3 separate regions of the Mus musculus genome follow, and regions 2 and 3 are each linked to region 1. Evidence: chromatin contacts called from public HiChIP or PLAC-seq and promoter capture Hi-C data. All regions are on one chromosome and are shown on one strand. The core of a region is the stretch at or near the end of the contact, and the rest is flanking DNA. Distances in the headings are between cores, read along the strand shown. Region 1 holds the start of Gucy2e (guanylate cyclase 2e). Region 2 overlaps Dnah2 (dynein, axonemal, heavy chain 2). Region 3 overlaps Dnah2 (dynein, axonemal, heavy chain 2).

The links. Promoter capture Hi-C pulls out the DNA fragments that hold promoters and counts their contacts. HiChIP or PLAC-seq counts read pairs in DNA pulled down with a chosen protein or histone mark.
Region 2: a contact with region 1 is called in a CTCF HiChIP or PLAC-seq map of CD8 T cells, with 5 read pairs. The contact joins the enhancer-like site here to the promoter of Gucy2e in region 1. A contact is called at or near these places in 19 of 39 promoter capture datasets (the 3T3-L1 cell line, 3T3-L1-derived adipocytes, the C10 cell line and 14 more), 1 of 15 datasets of contacts at CTCF or cohesin (CD8 T cells), 1 of 484 Hi-C or Micro-C datasets (bone marrow-derived macrophages), 10 of 115 datasets of contacts at active chromatin or transcription factors (bone marrow-derived macrophages, embryonic basal ganglia, embryonic forebrain and 4 more) and 3 of 9 other capture datasets (adipose tissue, liver and pancreatic islet).
Region 3: a contact with region 1 is called in a promoter capture Hi-C map of embryonic stem cells, with 2.7 times the contacts expected there. The contact joins the enhancer-like site here to the promoter of Gucy2e in region 1. A contact is called at or near these places in 19 of 39 promoter capture datasets (the 3T3-L1 cell line, 3T3-L1-derived adipocytes, the C10 cell line and 12 more), 7 of 115 datasets of contacts at active chromatin or transcription factors (embryonic basal ganglia, embryonic forebrain, embryonic stem cells and 2 more) and 3 of 9 other capture datasets (adipose tissue, liver and pancreatic islet).

The regions. Positions count from the first base shown.
Region 1 is chr11:69,234,067-69,239,097 of GRCm38.p6, forward strand. It overlaps Gucy2e (guanylate cyclase 2e), which reads right to left and starts at 2,956. Exons shown (of 19, transcript NM_008192.3): 1 at 2,880-2,956; 2 at 1,850-2,588; 3 at 1,452-1,756. The coding sequence starts at 2,579.
Region 2 is chr11:69,489,304-69,494,334 of GRCm38.p6, forward strand. It overlaps Dnah2 (dynein, axonemal, heavy chain 2), which reads right to left. Exons shown (of 86, transcript NM_001081330.1): 19 at 3,802-4,002; 20 at 3,353-3,509; 21 at 2,817-2,991; 22 at 2,200-2,363. Among named protein-coding and RNA genes, the nearest start is that of Dnah2, 57 kb to the right of the region's middle. Within about 2 kb of position 2,583, at least 16 of the 459 cell types and tissues checked have an H3K27ac peak or open chromatin away from gene starts, as enhancers often do. A contact at or near this core is called in CD8 T cells, where this site is marked.
Region 3 is chr11:69,467,343-69,472,373 of GRCm38.p6, forward strand. All of the region lies in intron 39 of Dnah2 (dynein, axonemal, heavy chain 2), which reads right to left. Among named protein-coding and RNA genes, the nearest start is that of Kdm6b, 54 kb to the left of the region's middle. Within about 2 kb of position 2,134, at least 16 of the 459 cell types and tissues checked have an H3K27ac peak or open chromatin away from gene starts, as enhancers often do. A contact at or near this core is called in embryonic stem cells, where this site is marked.

The DNA.
Region 1 (5,031 bases), core at 1,706-4,205:
TTAAGAACCTAAAGTCTGGCTGGAGTTCATGGAAGACGAAAGAGAAAGGAAGACTCAAGACCTACTAGACCATGTGGAGAGACCTCCATCTATACAGAGTAATGAAGGCTCCCAACTCAGGATGCCATCCAGATGCTCCCAGGAGGCCTTGAACCAGGCATGCAAACTGTAGAGCACCCCATTTCTGAAACCTGCTGTACTGATTGACAGAGAGAGCCTGGGTCGGGTGAGCATTTTGAGATTCTGGACTTGGGTCCAGAAGTGTTGTGCCCTGAGTCAGGGCAGTGTCAGTGAGGAAGGGGAGTATGAGTGGATTCGAACAACCTTCAGAAGTCAAGGTAATAGGGCTTCACGCCTGGGTTCGTGGGGTCCAGGAGGGGAATCGGGTCTCCAGCATGGTCAGCTGGCTGTGCCCTTCATGACAGCTAATGGAAGTACCTCTGCTCCTCCCATTTCTCCATGACTGACAGATTCTCTGTCCCATCTTACCCTTACTTTATTAATTATTCCCAAGCTTTCTTCTCCTCTACCCCAAATACCTTCTTGGAGAAGGCTAGAGGCATTGGTGGGGAATAGTCCAGTATGACTCTCCACCCCACACCCCACCTTCTTTCAGTGGTGGTCCCTCTTGACTCTGGGTGTGGCTACTTATTTATTTTGGGAAATTGAACCTAAGGCCTTGCCCAAGCCTGGGCAAGTAGCCTACCCAAGCCTGGGCAAGTTCCCTACCCACGTGCTGCATACAACCATCTCTTGACTTTTTAAGACAAGCCCATGGTAAACCAGAGTTTACTCTGTAGCTCAGGAAGAGCCTGAGCTTTCCACCCTCCTGCCTCAGCCTATTGTATATGGGGGATTACAAACCCATATCACTAAGCCTGGCATGAATATGACTCTCTTGATTGCTAATTTTCTTCCTACTGATATCTAGCTTCCCTTCTACCTCAGTAGCTTCTAGACTCCCTTTGTGACTGGGATGGTATTGGATAGTCTGAATTTGGATCCTAGAGACTCAAGAAATTCTGATTACTACTTGGATGTTGGAAATTTATCTTTGGAGCCCCCATCTCCACCTAGGGATCTTTCTTTCACATTAGGGCCCTCACAAAGTTAAGAACACTGTTGTGACGCTGGGCAGTGGTGGCGCATGCCTTTAATCCCAGCACTTTGGGAGGCAGAGGCTAAGCCAAACCAGAGCTTCTACAACACCCAGGAAACTCCAGCTCAGATGCCGCTACAGTTTACGCCCCATTGACTCCACCCTCCCCTTGCCCATTGGCTCCACCCTCCCCTTGCCCATGGCTCCACCCTCCCCTTGCCCATTGGCTCCACCCTCTCCTTGCCCATTGGCTACACCTTCCTCTTCCCTCTAGTTCCATCCTTCTCTCCTTGTCTGTTCTCAGCTCACTTCCCTGGCTCTCCTCCCTCTTCTCTTTTTGTAATCTATCTACCTGCTTCAGGTTGAGGTCAAGGGGCAGTTCCTGGTGTTCTTGAGCCCTGCGCAGGCTGTCTTGCACGCTGCCTCCAGGAGGACAGCGGCGCGTGAGTGTGAGCACCGCATCGTGAGCCCTGCGGAGCTGGGAGCTGTTGACAAATGCAGCCAGAGCCTCCGGGCCTGGAGACAAAGCGTAGTGAAGCGTGTCGAAGGGCAGGAAAACCAGGGAGCCATCAGTCAGAGCCAGTTCTTCTGCAGCTTCCAGTAGGTAGCGCTGCTCCTCGCCGCCCAGCAGCACCGAGTGCATCACCATGATCACTACTGCGGAGCGGACGGACACAGAGGCTGGCTCGCTACGCTGTCCACTCTCGGCAGGACCCACCCACCTTGCCCGCACTCTACTGGGGAGCTTACCTCTAACTCTAGGCCCATCTCGGATCCTCCCGAGGGCCTCCCGGGCTCCAGACCGGTCTGAAGTCTCCATGGAAGTCACTAGGGCAACTGGCAAACCCCGGGCCCTGAGTGCTGTGGACAGAGCGCGTCCCGCCTCCACCCACAGGTCTTGGGGTGCAGTGATCAGGGCCACGCGCGCCCAGCGGAATGCTCTAAGGAGGACGTAGAGAGCATCTGCAGCGGGGGTCACCGCCGGGGCTGTAGTACCCGCCGCCCGCGTGCCAGGGCAGCCCCAGGGCACCAGCGCTACTCCAGCTTCTTGAGCCAACAGTTCGGCTGGCCGACAGGCTGCGGGGTTCACCGGACCCACCAGGCCAGAGACTCGAGACAGCGCAGAGGACACAGCCCCTAGTGAGCCCGGAGTCAGGCAGGGCTCTGGGAGCAGCGCAACCTCGAACCGGGGGCCGCCGTCTAAAGCAAAGTCACGATTCAGGCGGTTGGCGGCCAGACGCGCAGCCAGGTCTGGTCGGGCCCGTGCAAAGATGGGGTCGCAAGCCCAGGGGCCCAGCACCCCCACTTTGAACACAGCAGAGAGGGCAGAAGGAGATGGGAGCAGTAGCAGTAGCAGGAGTCCCGGTAGCCCAGGCCTTGGCCAGCGCAGGACCCGCGAGAAACTGGACGGAGACTGCCGCGCAGGGACACAGAACCCGGCGCCGGGAAGCCCTCCGGCTGGCAGGAGCCAAGCGCTCATTGCCTTCTTCTGTGAACACAGAGCGAACAAGATAAGAGTTGAGGGCCCTCAGCACTCACTCCCGTAAGGTTCTCCCCTCAAGCCTGTTTCTCAAATTCCGCCCAACCCCCTAGGGTGTCTTGGCTTCCAGGACCCTAGATGGCAGCCCAGCTCATCGCCCCAAGGTCTTTTTGGTTTAGCCTGTTTGTACTTAGATTGTTTATCCTCCCTTCCTCTTCAGCAGTCTTGGGGGTTCAGTGGGGAATACTCCCACGCCTTCATACAGGACCGAAGTTCCTGTGTGGGTCATTCATTACTTACCGGAAAGTCCGGGGCTAGGGCTTGGCTAAGGGGTCACAGGATCGATGCCCCTTCGGTCTCCCCTGGCAGCCCAGCCCAGGGCGGGGGGTGTGGGAACAGCCCGCTGCAGCCCTTAATCCCTCCAAGCCGATTAGGATCTTTTAATCAAGCAGAACAGGGCGGGCTGATGGAGGTTGAGAGTCTCTACAGCTCCTCTGTAGAGTGGGGTCTGCCCTGCTTCTAGACAGCCACAGTTGCTTTAACTAATCATACAGGGAGAGAAAGCGAATCTGGACTGTACCTCACACCGCGCACGAATTCAACGTCAGACTTACATATGAAAATAAAATGTTTATCTTTTTCAGCTGTCTCTTCAAAAAGGGAATCAGATAAGAATCATCTGTGGGGCCGGGCGTGGTGGCGCACGCCTTTAATCCCAGCACTTGGGAGGCAGAGGCAGGCGGATTTCTGAGTTCGAGGCCAGCCTGGTCTACAGAGTGAGTTCCAGGACAGCCAGGGCTACACAGAGAAACCCCGTCTCAGAAAAGAATCATCTGTGGGAAGGAGGAGAGATAAAGGTTCAATGGTTAGGAGCGTTTGCTGCTTTCTTCGGAGGACCCAGGTTCATTTCCCAGCACCCACATGATGGCTCACAATCATCTGTAACTCCAATTCCAGAGGATCCAGTGCTAGCTTCTGAGAGAAAGCACCTGGTGGTGCACTGTCTGTACATACAGACAAAGATAAATAAGATAATAGAGTTAATTTTAAAAATCATCCGTGGACACTAAAGCTAGGGGGAAATTTTGAAGAACATCATAGATGTTAAGTTTTTCACAATTATAAACTGTCACTCCATCTATTGTTCATAGGTTGATAGACAGCAAACATATAATTGCTGCAATTTTAACTGTAAAAAAAATATTTATAGCAGAGTGTAATAGCCTTTGTTCCCAGCACAAGGGAAGCAGAGGCAGGTGGATGGATCTCTATGAGTTCGAAGTCAGCCAAGTATACCTAGAGACTTCCAGGACAGCCAAGGCTACACATAGACCCTGTCTCAAAAAAAAAATTATTTTCTACATATGTATGGGTGCCTGAGTATATGTATGTATGTATGTATGTATGTATGTATGTGTGCACCACATGTGTGCAATGGCCGATGGAGGTCAGAAGAGGCATCAGAATGCTGGAGTTACACACAGTTGTGAGCCACACCTGTGTGCTGAGAGCCAGCCAATAAGTAAGGTCTGGACCTGTTGACTGGTCTCTCCAGGCTTGGGACTGCTGCAGCCACTCCGTACCCCCTTGCTCTGAGGTATTCTATCTACAGGCACAGGACATTCATTTACCCCTTCAGTGGTTAGTTTTGATTAAATTGTTATCTTTCATCTCCTGCATAATTTCTCTCTTCCCTCCCTCCCTCTCTCCTGCCTTCCAACTCATATGCAAGCTTTAGGGAAAAACTTTAAACAAGTAGAATTACAAAAATTCCACAAGAAGCTGGGCGTGGTGGCGCACGCCTTTAATTCCAGCACTTGGAAGGCAGAGGCAGGTGGATTTCTGAGTTCGAGGCCAGCCTGGTCTACAACGTGAGTTCCAGGACAGCCAGGGCTATACAGAGAAACCCTGTCTCAAAAAAAAAAATCTACAAGAATATCAGCATCAATCAGGCACAATGGGAGCCTGTAACCTTGGTACTCAGGAAGTGGAGCTAAGAGGGTGGTGACTTTGAGGCCAGTCTGGTTACATAGTGAAGTCATGTCTTGGAACAAAACAAACAAAAGAACACCTTCGAGATGGCTCGTGAAGAATGACATGTGTGGCAGAGATGCTGGCTTCCACATGCACGTGCGTACACATACACTCACACACACTCACAGAGAGAGAGAGAGACAGAGACAGAGAGAGAGAGACAGAGAGGACAAATTTGGACTGTGAGTGGACAATTTGATAAGTTATTACTGTACATTTGTGAAATGAATAACTGTACTACAGTTATACTAAGGAACACCTCCTCCCATGGTGGTGCACATCTTTAATCCCAGCAGTTTAATCCCAGGAAAAGGCAGGCAGATGTCTGTGAGTTCAAGACTAGCCTGGGATACATAGTGAGTCCCTAGACAGTCAAGCTACAGAGTGAGACCCTGTCTCAAAACAAACAAACAAACAA
Region 2 (5,031 bases), core at 1,333-3,832, 250 kb after region 1:
CAAGAACGGTGACCTCAAGGCAAGACCCCGCCCAGCTAACCTCCAACCTGTGATAAGGAGTTACAGAGAGGCTTAAGCTCAGAAGGGAACATCATCAATAACAGAGAGCTGTGCAGATGTAAATAATAAGGGAGCCAGCCGCTGCCTCTAGCAAGCAGCAGAACTCGGCAGCTTTGGCCACATGGTTCTGGCTTTAGTATCAAGGATACAAGAAAGGGGTTGTGAATCTCCTTCTGGGGCTAAAGAAAGCCACCGAGGCCAGGCACGTGTCAGGGCGTCCCTGTATGGAGGCCCAGAGGAGGCACTGTGTGAAGCTGTGAAGGTGAAGCCTGGATTGTCTTGGAGACCCCAGGATACAGGAGATGCCGGAGCCATAGGAAAGCCGCTAACAGGGAGGGAAGCAGTCCAGGAGAGAGAAGTGAGCTGCAGCCAACAAAGCTGAAAGGAGTTGGAGATCTGAAGAGCGCTTTGACATCAGACATGGAGATGCCGAGATGGAGGTGGCCCTGCTGGCTTTCTGGCATGGTGTCCTTTGGTCCCTTATTTCCTCACCATGCTCCCTTCCCTCCACTTTGAAATGGAAATGGATATTCTATGCCACTGTATGTTGGAAGTATGTGATCAACTTTTTAAAAAAAAAAAGATCTATTTATTTATTTATTTTATATATGTGAGTACACCGTAGCTGTCTTCAGACACACCAGAAGAGGGCATCCGATCCCATTACAGATGGTTGTGAGCCACCATGTGGCTGCTGGGAATTGAACTCAGGACCTCTGGTAGAGCAGTCAGTGCTCTTAATTGCTAAGCCATCTCTCCAGCACCCTGTGATCCACTTTTTTTGTTTTTTTGTTTTTCGAGACAGGGTTTCTCTGTGTAGCCCTGGCTGTCCTGGAACTCACTCTGTAGACCAGGCTGGCCTCGAACTCAGAAATCTGCCTGTCTCTGCCTCCCGAGTGCTGGGATTAAAGGTGTGTGCCACCATGCCGGGCGTGATCCACTTTTTGACTGTGATTTTGCTGGGAGTTACAGTTTAGAGATTGCCATGAGTCTCAAAAGAGGCTTTAAACTTTGGAATTTTGAAACAGTGTTGAGGCTGTTACAATGTGAAATTCTGAAGTTGGACTGAATGCATTTTTTTGTATTATGCTCTATCTACAGGCCTAATTGGGGGGGGGGGGCGTCAGGGAGTGGAATGTGGGGGTTAAAGCAAGCATGGTTCCCATGGGCTCATATGCTTAGTCATCAGGAAGTGACACTACTTGGGAAGGATGAGGAGGCGTGGCCTGGCTGGAGGAAGTGTGGGCTTTGAGGTTTCACAAGCCTCAGTGGGCCCAGGGGCTCTCTCTCAAGTTCTGATGGTTGTGGGTCTGGATGTAGGAATCTCAGCTACTTCTCCAGGGCCATGTTTGTCTGCATGCTGCCATGCTCCCTATAGTCTCTGAAACTGTAACCAGCCCTCAATTAAATGCTTTATTTTATAAGAGTTGTCCTGGTCATGATGTCTCTTCACAGCAACAGAATACTAAGACAGCAGCCAGCACTCTTTACACTCCATGTGGGGTGTGTGTGTGTGTGTGTGTGTGTGTGTGTGTGTGTGTGTGTGTGCAGGTGCATGTGTGTCACTGTGCACATGTGGAAGTCAGATCACAGCCTTATGAAGTCCATTTTTGCCCTCTACCTCTACAGCTAGGCTTGGACAGCAAGCAACACCTGAGCCATCTCAGCTACTCTGTGACCTCAGCTACCCCGTGGTCTCAGCTACCCAGTGATCTCAGCTACCCCATGGAAATGTTTTGAAATGAGAGTCAGAGGTGACAGCTGCACAGCACTATGAATAACCTCGGTGCCACTAAACTGTGGGAAATACTTGGGCTAGTGTGTGAATTTTATCTCAGTTTAAAAAAAAACAAACAAAAACATGGGGCAGTGGTGGCCTGTGACTTTACTTCCAGCACTTGGGAAGTAGAGGCAGGTGGATTTCTGTGAGTTTAAAGCCAGCCTGGTCCACAAAGCAAGCTCCAGGACAGCCCAGACTACATAGAGAAACCCTGTCTCAAAAACAAAAACAAAACAAACAAAACTCACAAAGCTGCTAACTAACGTATCAGCCTGGTCCTAGCCATTCCCGGGCCCTGAGAAGTGTCCTATCCCTGTTATTTATCCCTGGTTTCTACGGGGCCCCACTCAGCCCAGCACCTTCTCCAGGATCTGGAGGTCCTTGGAGACCGGCTGCTCGATCTTGAAGATGCCCAGATTGGAGCGGAGGTTGTTCTCCTCGTCCCGCATGGCCATCAGCATGGCGCGCATCTGTGCGATCTGATCCAGTGCAGCCGTGTGGCCCACGGTGCTGGTAAACGGCCCTGCAGGAAGCCAAGGTGTGGCTCAGACACACCACCACCCCCCCCCCACCCCCCACCCCCCCCTGCTCAGGTCCACGGCCTCTTGAAAGGCCAGCCTGTGGCTCCCTCAACTAAGTGGGCAAATTCCACTGTTGCCCTCACAGGAGAGAGGAAAGGGAAGGAGGGAGTGTGTGGGGTTGTCTTAGGGAAGGTCACCAAATCTGGACTGCAAAGGTGGAGGGCAGGAAGTCAAAGTAAGAACACTTCCGGCCCAGCCCTCCCAACCAGAAACCCACAGCTCTGGTGAGCTCATCCCACATTGCCCAGTAGCTTTTTCCCTTCGCTGGGCTGCCCACCGGGACTTCTGGTGTGCCGGGCCATGTCCCCGTCTGTTTTCACCTTCCCCAAGACATTTTAAAGGCTGAGTGCCCAAAGCCAAGACTAAAGGAGGGAGAGCGGTGGAGTAAGGCAAACCTTTGAACTCAAAGTCTTCTAGAAGGTTGTGTGCCTTCTTCTTGAAGTCATCGGCGGCATGGATAAGGCCTGTCTTGAACTTCTCCTTGTGTTTCTTCAGCATCTGCTCGCTATCCAGCAGGATTTGTTGGAAGGTGAGCCACTCCCCATTGAGGCTCTCCAGCATCTCCAGGACCTGGGAGGAACAGAAGGGAGGATGACCCACATGGAGCAGGCCTCTCCCCACTGAGACTAGGCTTCCAGGGCGTCACATATGCTGGGCAACACTTGGCCCCCACCCCCACCCCACTCTCCATTCACTGGGCCCGACTCTTCATAAATAGGCTCTGTGTGCGTGATCGATCCCCTAGAAACTAATCTCAAGTTGCTGGGGCCTAAAAGAAGGTCATCAACGGATGGGGAGCAGCATCATTTGAGTTAGACTGGGTCCTCTGGAGTTCTGCACCTCTCTCACTTCTCTGGACAAGGTCCTCCACCGGCTGTCACCACTGCTTTATGCTTGAGACTGGGGTGGACCAAACACCTCGGGAACTTACAGTGTCCGGAACTGGCACCTCATACTTCTCCAAAATGGTAAACTGCTCGTGAATGGGGGGGATCTGAGTCTCCAGGTTGGGTAGGTCATGCTGCAGGGTGTCCATGAGCTGCAGGCTGACCCCTAGCTCCTCCAGCGTCTGGGGAGGGTGGCTGATTCTAAAAGTCAGGAAAGAAAGGATTAGGTAAAAAGCACATCCCCAGACACGTGCATGCACACACATGCGTGCACACACACGCACAGGCAAATGCACAGGTGCATACACACACATACCTGTACATACACACATGCACACACACAGAGGCACATGCACACATGCACACACACACGCACACATACAGGCACACACACAGGCACACACACCTGCATGCACATGCGCACACACCTGCACACACAAATCACACACACTCACACATGCCCCCATGCCCGTGTGTCCCAGGCAATCCTTACTTTTCAGCATTGTCCTTGAGGTAGGAGTGCAGGTCCGCAAGGCGCCCAGCTGCCATCTCCTTGAGCAGGGTTGTGAACTTGTTCTGCCACTCGTTGCAGTGCTGCACCAGCGAGAACTTGAGGTGAGAGCAGTCCAGCATCACGAACTGGATGTTGAGGACCGTCTCTTCCTTCTGCACATTGTTCGCCACCTCCGTGTAGCTGTGAGGCCACACATCTGTTAGGCGGGCTTTACTCCCCCACGGGTGACCCCAACACCACGGCTCCACTCTTTTCCTTCCACTCAAACCTGCAGTCCTAGCTGGTTCTGTTGCCAGGTATCACCCACACCAAGCGGTGTCCACCTCCCAAGGGCTGGGCAGGACAAAACTGCAGCCTCAGCCTGAGCACCCCGTCCCCCTCCCTAGAGTTGCCTTGGTCCAGGCTGGTCTTGCACCACAGCTTCCCACTCAGTTGCTCAGTTGCCTCAGGAGCTTCATTTAGGAGATAAGAGCTTTTGCATTTTACCAGGCTGGACTCAAACTCCTGAACACAAGTGGTCCTCCTGCCTCAGCCCCCTGTGTAGCTGGAACTACAGATGGGCTTACCTCGAATGTTTTTAGGGTTTTTTTTTTTTTGGTTTTGTTTTTTTTTTCCCCTGGGACTCTTTGACCATCTACATCCATAACATGGTGGTGGCCTTAGGATGTCTCGGGGACCATGCTGTTGCATGGAGGTCCCTCCGTCTGCCTCCTTGACTGGTCTGTTCACTGGTGGGCTCCCACCTGCACCTCGCTCGGCCTCTGCTGTTTTCCCCTGTGCCCACCATGTCCCCATCTCCGCCTGATGAAGCACTAATTCACAGCTCGGCAGGAGCCTCCTTCATGAATCCTTTTCCTACTGCCTCTGCCAGAAACCCTCTTTCTTTCTGCTTTACTGTGGATTTCAAAATCCCCCAAAGGTCTGTGTGGTGAGCAACCTGCAGCCTGGTGCTCAGAGCTCACAGAGGGCTCTCATATACATACATCTAACACGCTGGGAAAGGGGAGACCAAATAAGAAGGAGTAGAAAGTCTTCCCACACTGGGGTTATGCCCCCCCCAATTCCTGTCCTTGTCCCCTACCCCCATGCCCCACCCCCATCTGTCTCTCCTTTATTCTAAGCCATAAGGTTTATGCCTTTGCATCTACTATAGAGTGCATCTACAAGCCCAAAGCATGGCCCCATTGGTCATGGGCTAAAATCTCCCTG
Region 3 (5,031 bases), core at 884-3,383, 230 kb after region 1:
AAAGAAAATGCCCACATACACAGAAATGAATTAATTTAAAAAGTACTTTCAGATGAGTCAGGGGTCCAGCACTAGGGAGGCAGAGGCAGGTGGAACTCTGAGTTCAGTTCCAGGCCAGTCTGGTCTACAGAGTGAGTTCCAGGACATCCAAAGATACATGGAGGAACCCTGTCTTGAAAAGCAACAACAACACACACACACCACAAAAACAAAACCCTCCCCCACAAAACATACTTTTACATTATAGAAAGTTGTATTTCTCCTTAACTAGATCCTTCAAATGCTAACATATAACATATAACTGCTCACCAGAAAGAAACAGAAAAAAAAATCTACATCCAGGATTGTTTGTTTGGTTTGGTTTGGTTTTTAGTTTTCAAGACAGGGTTTCTCTGTGTAGCCCTGGCATATCTGGAATTCACTCTGACCTGGCTGGCCTCAAACCCAGAGATCTGCCTGCCTCTGTCCTCTTAGTGATGGGATTAAAGGTGTGAGTCACCACCACCCCCTCCAATATTTTTATTTTTTTGAGACACAGTCTTACTCTGTAGCCAATTATATAGCCCAGGATTCCTTCAAAATAGCAGTTACCCTCCAGCCTCACCTCCTGTGGACTGAGATCACAAGCGCGAGCCTGTCTGTTATATTTTTCTGTACATGGGTCTGTATATTTTCCTTAACTTTTTTTAAAAAAGATTTATTTATTTATTATATGTAAGTACACTGTAGCTGTCTTCAGACACTCCAGAAGAGGGCATCAGATTTTGTTACGGATGGTTGTGAGCCACCATGTGGTTGCTGGGATTTGAACTTCGGACCTTTGGAAGAGCAGTCAGTGCTCTTTAACCACTGAGCCATCTCTCCAGCCCCTTTCCTTAACTTTTTAATGTTGTATCTTTCTATAGTTTGCTTTAGGGATGGCAAGATGGTGCCGAGGCCAAGGGCATTTGCTATGCCAGCATGGTGATCTGGGGTTTTGACCCCCCCAGAGCCCATGTAAATATAAAAGGTAGCTGACCACCAAGGTCCAGCCAGCTTCAGCATAGTCTGGAAGAAAAGGCCACATCCTGCTGCTAATACTGGGCAAGATATCTGAGACACCCCTACACCTTGAATGCTGTGCTGACCAAACCAAACTCCTCAAAATCAAAATTAACCAACTCGTCCTAACACTGGGTTCTTCTCCCCCATTTATAAACTGTCATTTGCCTATGGGGCCGCATCTGTCTTCTCTCCATCCAGAGGCAGTCCATTGTCCTTCCAGAGCAACTATGCTTTCCCCCTCTCCCTTGTTCCTTTTCTCTTCTCCCTCATTCTCACCCTCATCTGTCTCTGATTCCCTGCCCTTTGTCCCTCTGGGGCAAATAAATCTCCCGTGGTGCTGAGAACTTAGTCTTGCTGCTGTGTCCTGTGCTGACTCTGGTCATTCATAGCCAACTCCACAAAGCTGCCCTCTAGCCTCCACACATGTGCTATGGCAGGCATGCCCATACACATAGATCATGCACACACACTCTTTCACATGCACACATACACACACACACACTAATAATAATAATAATAAATAAAAATGCAAAGCTTGCTTTGTCTGAAAAGGGTAGTTATCACTGTAGTCAGAATACATATGCTGAATGGGTGCCTTCAAGTTTTTGAGGCAGACTCATGGCCTTTACATGTTCAGTGTCTATATGCTCTTTATGAATCAACTATGAATCAACTCAAAGTTGTCCGTTGTGTTGTTCAAATCTTCCATGACCGTAAATTTCAGTCAGCCTGGTTTACTTACTAAGAGGTTAAAACCCGCCTCTATTCTATGGGTTTATCTATTTCTCCTGACATCTCAGCCAATTTAGCTTTAGTTCTTTTGAGTCTGCATCTTAAGTACATCCAAATTCAATCTATTTTATCTTCCTGGACAATCTGAACCTTTTTTTTTTTTTTTTTTTTTATCTTGAGGTGACTTTGTATTTCCAGTAAAGCGTTTTGCCTTGAAGGCTGTGCTGTCTGTCTGTCTGTCTTGGCTTCCCCAGCTCTCTCTGGATGCGTAGCGATCTGGCAGACCTCCTCCCCTGAGACTCCCAAGCCTTTGTCCTTCAGCTTCAGGTGTGTCTCATGTAGGAGACACTCCCGAGGATTACCGTCAGGGCGGGGACTTTTCTTCCAGATGGCGTGTTTGCCCCGAGGGCGCTAACAGATTCTGTGCCTGTTGCTTACCTGGGTTTCAAGATCCTTATCACAAAGCTAACTCCAAACTCTGCTAGTTAATTAAGAGTGTCTGAATGATGGTCACATCACTTATCAATTTCTCTGTTAGACACACTCCTGAAGCCTTTGGATTTTATTTATCAATAGAGGAAGGGTTCACGCACTGAAGAGGCTTGATAGCCTTGATCTCCTCCTACTGCCTTCTGTCTCTCTGCTCACCCTGTGACTGCCATCTTGGGCTCTCTGTTGACCAACCCCTGAAGCTTTATTTAAGCTTCTCTTGAACGAATGGTATTCCTGTGTCTGCTTCTCTGCTAACTTTTCATAGTCTGTACCTACACTTTAGTGAGGCCACATTCTCTCGGCTCATGAACATATTAGAGGCTTTTTGTTTGTTTGAAATAAGCATAATTGAAAGTGTAGCTGATCTAGCCTTCTATAAGATAGGTTGGATGAGACAGAATTTGAAGTCAGAAATTATTTACCCCTGGAATTTTGAAGGCTGCTCCATTATTAGCATACTTAACATTATTGTTGAGACACAGAACAGCCTGGTTTGTGGTTGTTTTTAGTCTCTTGCCTCTTTTTTCTTTTCCTCCTTGGAAACAGCTGAAATAGTCTTCTTGTTCAATATCTAGAATTTCCCAGGGGCAGCCTGTTAAAGGACTGTTCTAGTCCACGTTTATGTGGGATTTCCTTTAGCTGTGAGCAAGGACCTCATCCCTCCATGCTCTTCTCTGTGACTTTTGAAATTGTTTGAATGTTATCTCACCTAGATTTTCCTTTAAATCCTATCTCTTCTCCCCTTTGTCTGCCATAGTCCTTTCTTAATAGCATTTCATTAGAATTTCACTTGGATAATTCTGATCATTGTTCAGGGTGGAGTCTTGGTGGCCCAGGCTGACCTGAATGCATAGAGGGGACCGGCTATCCTCCTCACCCCCAGAGTCCCTGTGTCTGCAGAGATGCCCACCACTCCCCAGCAGAGGCCATTGATGGTTTGCTTTGTATTTCCTCTCCTTGGCCTATCTATTTCTCCACCAGGCTCTTTCTTGTTTGTTCGGGTTCTTTTGTTAGGGAACCTAGGCCCTGCAGGTAACCAAGTCCTAAGCAGATAGGTATGCAAGCCAGACAAGGACAAGCCCAGCCCCAGCACACCCCCTACACACACACACACACACACACACACACACACGCACACGCACACGCACACGCACACGCACACGCACGGTGGGGTGCAGGCTGGAGGGAAGGGGGGTCAGTCTCACTGCCATCACCTTTTCTGGGTCACACATTAACTAAGCCCCCACCTCCTATCGAGAGTGACTCCTGCCGTGTGGCGTGAATGGCAATGTGCCCAGTCCCTTACTTCTGTCGCAGACCATAGGTCACACATCATACATTGACTAAGCCTGCTTCCTTGTGATACAAGACCACCCCTCTTCTCAGAAACCCTTACAAAGTAGACTCCTTGCTTCTCCCAGGGCTAATACTTTCCTTCAAACTCTTTACCATACTGTCTGTTGCCCTGCATTTAAAAAAGTCTCTTGTCTCAGGGATTTGGCTCAACATCCCCTCTCCTCCCTTGCCTCCTCCCTCCCACTAGTAACACCTAATGGCCTTCCTACCAGAGCTCTTCTCTCAGGTTGTTCAGCGAGCTTTGGTTTTCCTTACATCATCCATTCATATTCATATTCTCTCTCTCTCTCTCTCTCTCTCTCTCTCTCTCTCTCTGTCGTGTGTGTGTGTGTGTGTGTGTGTGTGTGTGTGTGTGTGTGTGTATTCTAGACCAGGCTACCCTCAAATTCCTTATGTAGCCAAGGTTAGCCCTGAATTCCTGATTCTCCTACCTCTACTCCCATTTTCTGTTTATATGGCTGGGTGTGTGGGGCTCCTGCAGGCGACAGTGCACTTGGGATCTTTATGCCATGTCCCTGTCATTCTTCTTGGGTCAGAAGAATTCCCCGGAGAGAATGAATACTTTCACTTGCCTGTCTGGATGCCTCAATTCTTTAAGCCGAGAGATGAAAGAAAGCATCTAGTCTGCAAACGTTCCCTCAGTACTGGTTAATCTGACTCATTCCTCTCCTGCCTGCTGTTCCTCAGGCTCGACACCTCTACTCAGCAGGGGAGGCTCTGTCACCCGGGGCCATTAAGACACCAGATCTTAGAGATACAGCTCCTTTCTTCTCCTGGGACAGAGTCCTGTTACACAACTCTAGCTGGCTTCAGCGAACAGCTCCTTTTCCCAACCTCCATCCGCAGCGGTCAGGCTGGTGCTGCCTTCAGGGCTCTTCTGGACTGAGCTCCTCCAGAAGCCATTCTTCCCTTTGCTCCCACCAGTCGCCTGGGGGCACTGACAACGGACACCCCCTTCTCCTGCCCTGCAGGTGAAGCTTGAGACTTTACACCATAGAGTGAATGCTGACTGTGGACAGCGTGAGGCTGAGCTGAAGAGACTGCAGGAATCCTTTGACCCCCTCCCTGCCACCACCAGGGCTTGGACAAGCACAGATCTTCCTAGGTTGTAAGTTGTCCTTCCCATCAGTTGATGGGGAGGGTGAGTCCCTGTAGCCTGACTTCTATAACAGTGGGCTTTACGTTGTTCCACCTTCAGGCTTGGGCTGCTTGCCTTCCAACTCCTGGTGCCTTAGACTGACAAAATTCCACGGCAGGAAAACAGCATTGGAACCTACTTGCCTCACAAAGTCCCTTCACTCACTGTCACCACACCAAGGCCCCTAGAATTCTTGCCATCTAAGCAATGTAATAAAAAAGGACATATTTCTTTGAATTTTTTAATCCAGCATTTAGCAGTTTCAACTG